Regions from separate parts of the Mus musculus genome. Here region 1 is linked to region 2. The links are chromatin contacts, called in public Hi-C maps. All regions are on one chromosome and are shown on one strand. The core of a region is the stretch at or near the end of the contact, and the rest is flanking DNA. Distances in the headings are between cores, read along the strand shown.

Evidence for each region. A called contact is a pair of places that touch in the nucleus more often than the background predicts.
Region 1: a Hi-C map of bone marrow-derived macrophages shows a contact between it and region 2, with 3 times the contacts expected there. The contact joins two enhancer-like sites. A contact is called at or near these places in 2 of 484 Hi-C or Micro-C datasets (both in bone marrow-derived macrophages) and 1 of 115 datasets of contacts at active chromatin or transcription factors (fibro-adipogenic progenitors).

Annotation. Positions count from the first base shown.
Region 1 is chr8:128,145,053-128,150,234 of GRCm38.p6, reverse strand. No RefSeq gene overlaps it. Among named protein-coding and RNA genes, the nearest start is that of Mir21c, 130 kb to the left of the region's middle. Within about 2 kb of position 1,659, at least 34 of the 459 cell types and tissues checked have an H3K27ac peak or open chromatin away from gene starts, as enhancers often do. A contact at or near this core is called in bone marrow-derived macrophages, where this site is marked.
Region 2 is chr8:127,844,065-127,849,329 of GRCm38.p6, reverse strand. No RefSeq gene overlaps it. Among named protein-coding and RNA genes, the nearest start is that of Gm32590, 41 kb to the right of the region's middle. Within about 2 kb of position 1,504, at least 3 of the 459 cell types and tissues checked have an H3K27ac peak or open chromatin away from gene starts, as enhancers often do. A contact at or near this core is called in bone marrow-derived macrophages, where this site is marked.

The sequences.
Region 1 (5,182 bases), core at 410-2,909, 300 kb before region 2:
GCAGAGAATACATTGTGATCTAGCCTCCATCCCTGGTGGCCTCAGCAGACCAAAGTTTGGCTCCACATAAGATCAATGTGGGTGTCTGGTTCTGACTTTTGAGGTCCCAGAGGTCATGGCAGGATTCAAAGTCTGTACTTTTGTGGTATCAGAAGTTACTTAAAGCCCCCAAAACAGACCAGACCTTAAATATCACATAGGCTGGCTATTCTGCTCCCATGGAGTTCACAAAATCCAGGTAGTAACTGGAATATTGACTCCATCATTGTCTCGAAGCTCAGAGTGCTGCAGTACCCTTGTTTTTGGGGGGACATAGCACTGTGGGAGTGGGATCATCTCATTGACTCTCCTTACTAATCCCCCAAATTTCACTAGTCCCTGTGGCTGACGTTGTACAGCTGTCCCTCTAGAAAATGTTGTAGGAGATATTCAAATAGGCTCAGAATAAAATGGCTAATCAAAACTTACTCCAACATGACACAGCCACCACTTTGTTATAATGGAATCTGAAACTTCAGAGACAGCTCAAGTATCTAAGAAAAAAATCAGGCTGACACTTTTTAAAAGACTTAATGATCATATAGATTCAAAAATTTCAAGTCTTATAGTAAAGATTGTAAGATCCAAACAAGCAGATACATGAATTACAGGAATGTATATCAGACCCCTTCATAGATTCTTCAAAATGAACATAACAGAAAATTGGATATGAAAGTCCAAATGGAGGAAAAAGACGTCAAGAAGACTGAAAAGGGACCAAACAGAAATACTTAAAACAAAGAATGGGTGCATGAAATAAAACTGCAGTAAATAATATCACTAAGAAACAAGACCATGCAAAAGAGTGAATTCCAAGGATGGAGGACAAAGACAAAGAAGTAATTTAAACAGACATATACAAGGGGAAAAACAGAAAGGAACACAAAAATATTTACAAAAAAAAATCTAAGATGCACTCAAGAGGTTGAACCTGAGAATTCATGGTGTAGAAGAAAGAATCACATAGAATACACAGACCAGCTAATGTAATTACAGCAGAATACCCCCAAAACTTAGGGAAACAAGGAATTGTCCAAACACAAGAGGTAAACAGAACTCCAAGTATCCATGACCAGAGAAGTTCTCCTTGACACAGCACAACCAGGGTGTCAACAAGACAAAGCAAAACTCAACCAACCAACCAAATAAACAAGAGAGAGAGAGAGAGAGAGAGAGAGAGAGAGAGAGAGAGAGAGAGAGAAGACAGATAGACAAAAAGTAAATGTCATAGTTACTTTTCTATTGTTGGGCTCATTTTGAGATTGTGATTTTAGAGAGAGAAGAGTACATCACCATTGTGGTAAAGGAGTATGGCAGCCAGCAAAGCATGGAGCTGGAGCTGGAGCTGGAGCTGGAGCTGGAGCTGGAGCTGGAGCTGGAGCTGGAGCTGGGGCTGGAGATCTTGATCTATAAGCAGGAAGGAGAGAGTACAGTAGGAGTAGCATGTGGCTTTTGAAACCTCAAAACCCTTGACAAACTTCCTCTAGCCAGTCATACATCATAAACCCTCCCAACCACCTCCACAAACTAGGGACTAAGTATCCAAATGCTTAAGACTATGGGGGATAAGAGGCATTTCACTCAAACTACACAATCTAAAAGTCAGCCTAAGAGAAGTATCAGGTCTGTTCCTGTGTAGTCAGCCTGGGGTGTGTTATGCGGAGGCAGCACTTCCTCTTGGCTTTACATCTATCTCTCTTGGTTCATTTTTCTCACTCAATACCCATTTCCGCTCCCGTGTTTCTATAAGTAAAACAACAAAAGAATCTCAGGAAGTTCTAGGGCTAGTAATCTACTTAACATATCAAATAAATTCTGCCCAGGATCTTAGGATATATTTCCATAATAAAAATGGTTTAAAAAATTTTCCATGTCAAAATGACAATTTATTTACAATTATTAAGTCTGAGTTAGTCATTAGCCCTGTACTTTTAATCAGGGTGTATATTTATTTTAATTGGGATTGTAAGTCCAGGACAGACATGGGTTTTCTGATCTTCATTTGACTAGAAAGAAAAACCTCCCAGATTTTTATTTCTTAAAATTAAAACAAAAATGATAATTGACAGAAGATGTGACATTAGAATTTCCTAAGACGTTGTGGACAGAAACGTCTGTCTCTAATCACAGGGGCTGGAGAGGGATGAAAATTTCAGTCAGTTGATATTTTCCCTTTCATTATTTATGATCTAAGCTAGTTCGTCTTCCTCCCTTTCATTATTTACATGACATCTAATGGCTGGTCTGATTGACTTTAAACATTTGTGGTGGTTGCTTCTGGCTGGATTTAGCAGAACCGGTGTCTTCCACAGTCCCGCTTCATCTTCATCGGCAGGACCTTTATGTTTAAAAGGGAATAGCATTTCAAAACGTGTTTTCCAACAGACTGTAGTGGCTCACACCTGTAATTTCAGTACTCAGAAGGGTGTGGCAAGAGGAGAACTTGGACCAGGATACTTGGACTATATATTCAGTTTTGAGCTAGACTTGATTACAGAGGGAGACTGTGCTTTGAAAAAATTTTAAGTCAATTTCTATTTTCTCCAGCTTGATTCTCTGCTTATGCCCGTGAAATCATGTGAATAAGATCATTCACCACTAGCAACAATAGTTTCTAGATGGTGATATGTATATACAATTGTGTGTATATATTTGTAATATATAGAACATATGTAATATTATATATCTGTGATGTATGTAAATATATATATATATATATATATATATATATATACATATATATATACACACACACATATACAATTTTATCATGTTGTTGTGCCTAAGTGAGTATGCATGTGCACCACACACATATAGTTGCCTGCGGAGGTAAGAAGAGGTCTTAGACTCCTGGGTGTTAGGTACTGAACCTGGGTACTCTGAAAGAGCAGCAAATGCTCTTACCTCTGAGATATCACTCCAGCTTTTATATTAACTTTTAAGAGAATAATTTCCTCATTGAGTTTACCATTATTTTTCCTTGTAACCTGGACTGAAAATACAAGGATTTGGTTGAAAAAAAAAAGACTTTATTTGAGGTTAATATGTATCATATGCCTTTAATATCAGCACTTGGGAGATAGAAGGAGGCAGGTCTCTGTGAGTTTGAGACCAACCTGATCTATGTAACAAATTCCAGCATAGACAAGGACAAATGAGACCATGTTTCAAAACAAAACAGAATTACTTTATTCAAAAAGAACTAAAGAAAAATTCATAATTACATACACTGTCTACTGGCTAGCTGGCATTAATAGTCACAGTAGAGAAACTTCCAGGAGCTGCATGCCAATAGCCTCACCTTATGCCTGGAATCCACTCTGAATGGAGAATTACCTCAGGTAGAACATCTGAGGATCACTTATGATCCTATCAAACTCAGAAAAGGAGAAATGACAACACATAGAAATAACATTTCTAGATATACCCAATAGTTTGGTGGCCACCCTCATCTCTAAGTACAATTTATGAAGCACAAGGGCAGTGATTAATGTTGACTTCTTTTTTGTTTTGTTTTTTGTTTTTTGTTTTTGTTTGTTTGTTTGTTTGTTTTTTGTTTTGTTTTGTTTTGTTTTTTTCGAGACAGGGTTTCTCTGTGTAGCCCTGGCTGTCCTGGAACTCACTCTCTAGACCAGGCTGGCCTCGAACTCAGAAATCCACCTGCCTCTACCTCCCAAGTTCTGGAATTAAAGGCGTGCACCACCACTGCCCAGAGGCCAAGGCAACTCTTATAAGGACAATATTTAACTGGGGCTGGCTTACAGGTTCAGAAGTTCAGTCTATTATCACCAAGGCAAGAACATGGTAACATCCAGGAGGGCATGGCAATGGAGGAGCTGAAGAGTTCTACACCTTCATCTGAAGGCTGTTAGCAGAAGATTGGCTTCCAGACAGCTAGGACAAGGGTATTAAAGCTCATGCCCACAATGACCCACCTACTCCAACAAGGCTACACTTCCTAATAGTGGCACTCCCTGGACCAAGAATATACAAACTATCATAGCCCTACATTCCATTCCAACAAAGCCCAAATGTCCATGAGTCTTTTCATGCATCATATTTTGGGAAGCTACTGTAAATATGGCACCCCCTCCCCCATGTGAGTAACTGTGGTGTCACTGTGACAGAGTAGCTACCAAAGAATCTAACAGAGGAAGGACTTTGCTTAGCTCATGGTTTCATAGGGTTTTGGTCTATCTCAGTGGACAAAGCATGGCAGAATGAGATGGGCTATGGAACAGTGGGAGCAGTGGTTATTGAGGTGGCAGTTCACCAAGAAGGAGTCTAGATTGCAATCCTCAAAGACCCATCTCCAGAGACTTGCTTGGCTCCACAGCCTTCTAAAATTTTACTATTAGTTGGAGACCAGCACCCATAATACCAGCCTGTGGGGGGACATTTCAGATTTAAACCTAGCTATCAGCACATTGTCTTGTTCCCAGAGTAGAGCAAATGACTAATTAAGACAATTATTTCCATCCCTCTATAACAAACATGGTATGTGAACAAAGTTTTGAGTCTGGTTCAGAAATTGTACCCCGTGGAATTCTAGCCTTAACCCAACATTAGTGATGCACTGTGGGACCTAATGGGAGTCAATAGAAAAAAATAAAGCATAAAATAGCAAAGCCTGTAGCCTTAACAAAACCAACAACTATGCTCTTAATGTTTCATCAGGCAGTAACCATCTTATTTTAAAGCTGAGACAGATATTAGAGGCTGTAAAATAAAACCAGGAGGAAGGGGAGTCACTCTGGTATAACAAGAAAACCCTGAAGCTGGAATCAGCTGCTGCAGATGAAATGTTTCAGGGTCATGGAAGGTGCTGTATCAGCTAGGATGATGGTTTTAGGCCATTTTCCTGAATGCTAAGGCCATACTTACTGAAGGCAGCCTACAGGGGGTTCTGAGTGCAGGGCAGGCCTCTCTGTGGTCCTGGGTTACAAAACCCACTTGTATTTAATGTTTAGATGTCTCTAACATAATCAGAAATGCTGATCAACTAATTACAAAAATATATTTGACTCAAAATAAATGTGTATATATATGTATATATGATATATTATATAATATGTATAATATATAATATGTATGGTATATAATATAATATAATATAATATACTTGTTTTGTGTATATATACAT
Region 2 (5,265 bases), core at 255-2,754:
GAAGAGTGTAGGTTATAGCATGTACAGTTTCAGTAGGACAGGATGAATGAATTCTGTCCACATCAATTGTGTAATATGGAAACTTTACTTCATAATGATGTCTAGTGTGATGGTTCATCTTCATTATCAGGATGACATTTCTTAGTATCACCAGAAGATAAGCCTCTGGACCTGTCAGTGTTTCCAGTCAGGTTTATTTGAGTTGAGAAAGCCTACCTTGAATGTGGGCTGGGATCCAAGACTAAATAAGGAGAAAGTGAACTGTGTACCAGGATTCATTAACCTCTCTTTTTCCTTGTGTAGGTGCAACGTGACCACCTGTCCTCATTCCTACTGAGATGCCTTCTGCATCATGATGGAGCACACTTAAACTGTGAGCCAACATAAGCACTTCCTTCCCAAAGTTGCTTATGTTGAGTATTTTGTCAAAGTAATGAGAAAAGCAATGTGTGTGTATATATGCATGAAAATTACAATGTAACTCAACGCACACACAGATAAACATGCAAGGTGTTGGATATATTAAATTGTATCTCTTTAATCATTGTATGATGCATTCCTAAATCAAGACATCAGTGTACAGCATAAATACTTTCAATTTTTATTTGTTAATTATATATGAGTAAAGCTGAAAATAACCACCACTGTATATGTAACTATTCTCTTCTAAATAAACCCAACCACTACTTAGGCTCCACTCCTTTGGAAGTCCACCCCTATGTCCTGTCTCACCAAGACTGGCTTCCCTGTTTCCTCCCCAACACAAACTTTGATTCACTAAAAACATCTTCACCGTGGTTTTATGGCTCATTAGGATGGCTCCAAAGAAGCAGTGGGAATCTTTCCTATCCAAATTCCAGTGCCTTGTGTGGTGTCTGAAACACAACTCAGCCCTTTTAACAGATTCTGGTGATTTTCATTCCTGTTCAACCTTGTGAGTTTATGAAAGAACTCCATTTACCAGATGTCCATTCCCCAGTTTTCCCTAGGTTTTGATAGCATCTCCATGGGTCACATGCTAACCTTTGCAGTGTCAATGACTGCAAAGATGTGCTCAGGTGAGGGGGACAAGTCAAAGATGAATAAGAGACATGTTGCCTAAGTCCACGAGGTCAATTTCAAAGCATCCTTAGCCTCATAAAGGTTCAAGACCAGTCATGGCTATATGACACCTTACCCAAAAAGAACAAAGAGAAAGTTCCACGGGAGCAGGATGTGAATGCTTGTCCTGCTGGAGAAGGAGAGCTATACTGTTTGGCCATTATTCTCCATGAAGAGGAGTAACTGGTGTTTGCAGGAAACAATTCTGAAAACACAAAACAAAATTACTTTATGTAGAGCGTGTGTGTATCTATTCTCAAGATATGTGTGAATCTTTTCTCAAGATTCTTGAATTTGTTTTCAGACCCTCCCTGCCTGGAAAACCCAAGGTCTCTAATAATACGTGTGATTCCCTTCTGCTTTGCCCTACCCCAAAGTGGGTGGTTTTCTCTCTGTCACCAGAGTGTGTGACTGTGAGCCACAGGCTATGGAGCAATTAGGAGGTGCTGGACAGCCACTCTGGGAGCCTGTGTTATTTTGCTTGGTAATACACATTTTCTGTGCATTCAGGAAATACAGACTTTGGAGTTTGGGTTTTGTTTTTTTTTTAAGGCATTTGTCTTTTCCATGAATTTTTCTTTAAGAATCTCGAAAAGACAGTGCAAGCCTGCTGGGCTGTGGGAACGTGACGGATTGTCCTACACAAATGTGCATTTCCTTCCTCTCATTTTATTCCCTCCCTAAAGAACCACAATGTTTCCCAATTGTTGATTTTGAATGTAACATAAAGGGTTGCCCTGAAGTTGCAGCTGCAAGCTTACAGAAACGGGTGTTCTTAGAGGCCATATCCTGCCATTGATTTTCACAGTGAACCTCCCCATCGATTTCAATAGGGACTTCTCCCATAGATCGATGGCAGGATATGGCTGGCGACATTAAGAACAGATAAAAGACCTTTGTGTTAACTCTTAACACAACTGAAATTTAGATGTAAACTCACTTAACAAAAATTGGTTTTCAGAAGTTCATCAAAAAAAAATAATAATTTCAAGATGCCGCTATTGCCACTGTCAATGTAAATATGATTTCTTATGCCCAAGTCATTATTTCCTTTGTTTTTTCTTTTTCATGTTTATCAAAATCACATTCTCATAAGTATTCTTTTTACTTTTTTTTTAAATTGGATATTTTCTTTATTTACATTTCAAACGTTATCCCCTTTCCTATTTTCCCCTACGAAAATCCCCTATCCTTTCCCCAATTCCCTGCTCCCCAACCCACTCACTACCACTCCGTGGCCCTGGCATTCCCCTATACTGGAGCATAGAACCTTCACAGGACCAAGGATCTCTCCTCCCATTGATGACCAACTAGGCTATCCTCTGCTACATATGCAGCTAGAGACATGAGTCCCACCATGTGTTTTCTTTGATTGGTGGTTTAGTCCCAGAGAGCTCTGGGGGTTCTGGTTAGTTCATATTGTTGTTCCTCCTATGGGGCTGCAGTCCCCTTCAGCTCCTTGGATACTTTCTCTGGCTCTCATTGGGGACCCTGTGCTCTGTCTAATGGATGACTGTATCAGTCAGGCACTGGCAGGGCCTCTCAGGAGACTACTATATCAGGCTACTGTCAGCAAAATCTTGTTGGCATCTGCAATAGTGTCTGGGTTTGGTGGCTGTTTATGGGATGGATCCCCAGGTGGGGCAGTTTCTGGATGGCCATTCCTTCAGTCTCTGCTCTGAACTTTGTCTCTGTAACTCCTTCCATGGGTATTTTGTTCCCCCTTCTAAGAAGTATCAAAGTATCCACACTTTGGTCTTCCTCCTTCTTGAGTTTCATGTGTTTTGCAAATTTTATCTGGGGAATTCTGAGCTTCTGGGCTAAAATCCACTTATCAGTGAGAGCATATCATGTGTGTACTTGTACTTTTGTGACTGGGTTGCCTTACTTAGGATGATATCCTCGACTATCATCCATTTGTCAAAGAATTTCATGAATTCATTGTTTTTAATAGCTGAGTAGGACAACATTGTGTAAATGTACCACATTTTCTTTTGGTGTTTTGGTGGTTTTTTTTTTTTTTTTTGGTGTTTTTTTTTGGTTGGTTTTTTTTTTTTTTTTTTTTTTTTTGGGTTTTTCGAGACGGGGTTCTCTGTATAGCCCTGGCTGTCCTAGAACTCACTTTGTAGACCAGGCTGACCTTGAACTCAGAAATCCACCTGCCTCTGCCTCCCAAGTGCTGGGATGAAAGGCATGCACCACCACTGCCAGGCAGTACCACATTTTCTGTATCCATTCCTCTCTTAAGGGACATCTGGGTTCTTTCCAGCTTCTTGCTATTAAATAAGGCTGCTAAGAACATAGTGGAACATGTGTCCTTATTACAAGGGAGACAACTCTGGAGATAGAAAACCTAGGAAAGAAGTCAGGAGCCATTGATCCTCTCATTAGTATTCTTAAAGATTAAAAAAAAAACAAACAAAAAACAAAAAACAATGTAGTCTTTGCCCTCAAACAATGTCATTAATACCTAGTAAAGGAGAAAGAGGGACACACAGATTAATCCCATACAAAGTTGGAGAAAGGGTGAGTGTTTTGGATACTGGTGTATAAAGAAAGATGTCTCTTCACAGTTCATGTGCATAGAACTTTACATAATGAATTTTAAAAATTTAAATTTAAATATAAAAATTGTTTTGGGGCAGGATCTTGCAATAGTGTCCAGGCCGGCCTCATATTCCTGGGTTGAAGTCATTCTGTTGTCTCTGCTTCTTGAGCAGCTGAAGTGGGCAAGAAATGCATCCACAGCTGACTCTAATCTTCAATATTATATAACCCTATATATTTGGCCCAATGTATTCATTGGTGTTGTGCTTGCTTCAAGAATAAAGCAGGAAATTGCCTGCTAGCAGAACGAACTGTTAGTAGCTTGGCCCTATTTTCTGATCTTCCTAGAGTGTCATAATTTATGTCTACTGTCTATCTTTGGTTTTTATACAAGCTTTCCCTGACATGTCTAAAACTGACCCATCACCTGTACAGCAATGAATTCTTTCCTTAAGATCTGCTCAGAGGTAGCTAGTAGATAGGAAGTAGAAGTGGAGACCGGGAGGACTTCAATGTTATGGTCTGGGGCTCAGATCCTCTCTAGAGGTAGGCTGGAGAACAATTATCCTCAAAACCACCTGACACAAGAGACACAGACCTTCTACTATCCTCCAAGATTGTGGATTCTTCTATTCTCTCTCCCCTTTCTGGACTTGTTGAAATTTTATCTATCTCCCTCTTCTGTCTTAGAGTCATCAGTTGCTTGGTGGTCTTGTCCTTCCTCAACTGTTGTGCTGGTCTACCAAGAGATCTGCTCTCCTCATCTTTCTTAGAGAGTCATCATTTACAAGTCAGTCAACAAACATTCGCTTAACGATGATGTGAGCCAAGGAAAATGCTGGTGCTAGGCATATAATGAAGACATCTCAGAAAGGAACTGTAGTGGTTTCTATCTTTGAGTTTCAGGTGGGTTCCATATACAGGATGAGTTTCATCAGTCTGATTCAAATTTGCTGACAAATGGGGAATGTGTAATAACTACAACAAAATCATCTCAGAAACTTCATTTTTCTCAACAACCTAGGATATCACCAGTAACTCGGAAACATTTTTCTAATTAGTAGGGGATCACTTAGGGCTGATTCATGTATATTTGAACTTCACATTAGTCACAGTCAGACATGTTTAATGAACTATCATTAAACTTTGATACAACTAGGCTTCAACTAATATGATCCACACAAAAGGAACTGTGTTGTAGAAGGAAACACAATGGATTAGCTTTGTTCTTGGCTCATAAAAGGTCTGATAAAGAGACTGAAGGGAGATTCTATCAGTCTGAAGTTTAGAAAGTGATTGTCTAAAGCTTTATGTTGTTCCTTTATATTTTTTCCTATCTTCAAAAGACCAAGTAACAAATATCAGACCTTGTACTTGATAACCAGCTCATGTTGATATTCTGGATGGGAAGCATGAAACTCAGAAAATGACTTTAAATACAGGCGAGCTCACAATTAATACCTTTCAGACCTTCGGTTGAGGGGATAGGAAGATGACTCAGTCAATTCAATGCTTATGCTGCAAGTGTGAGGATTTGAGTTTGATTCCCCAAAACACATATGAAGCTTAGTGAGGTAGATCATGGGAAACTCAACACTGAAGCAGCACAGATTGGAG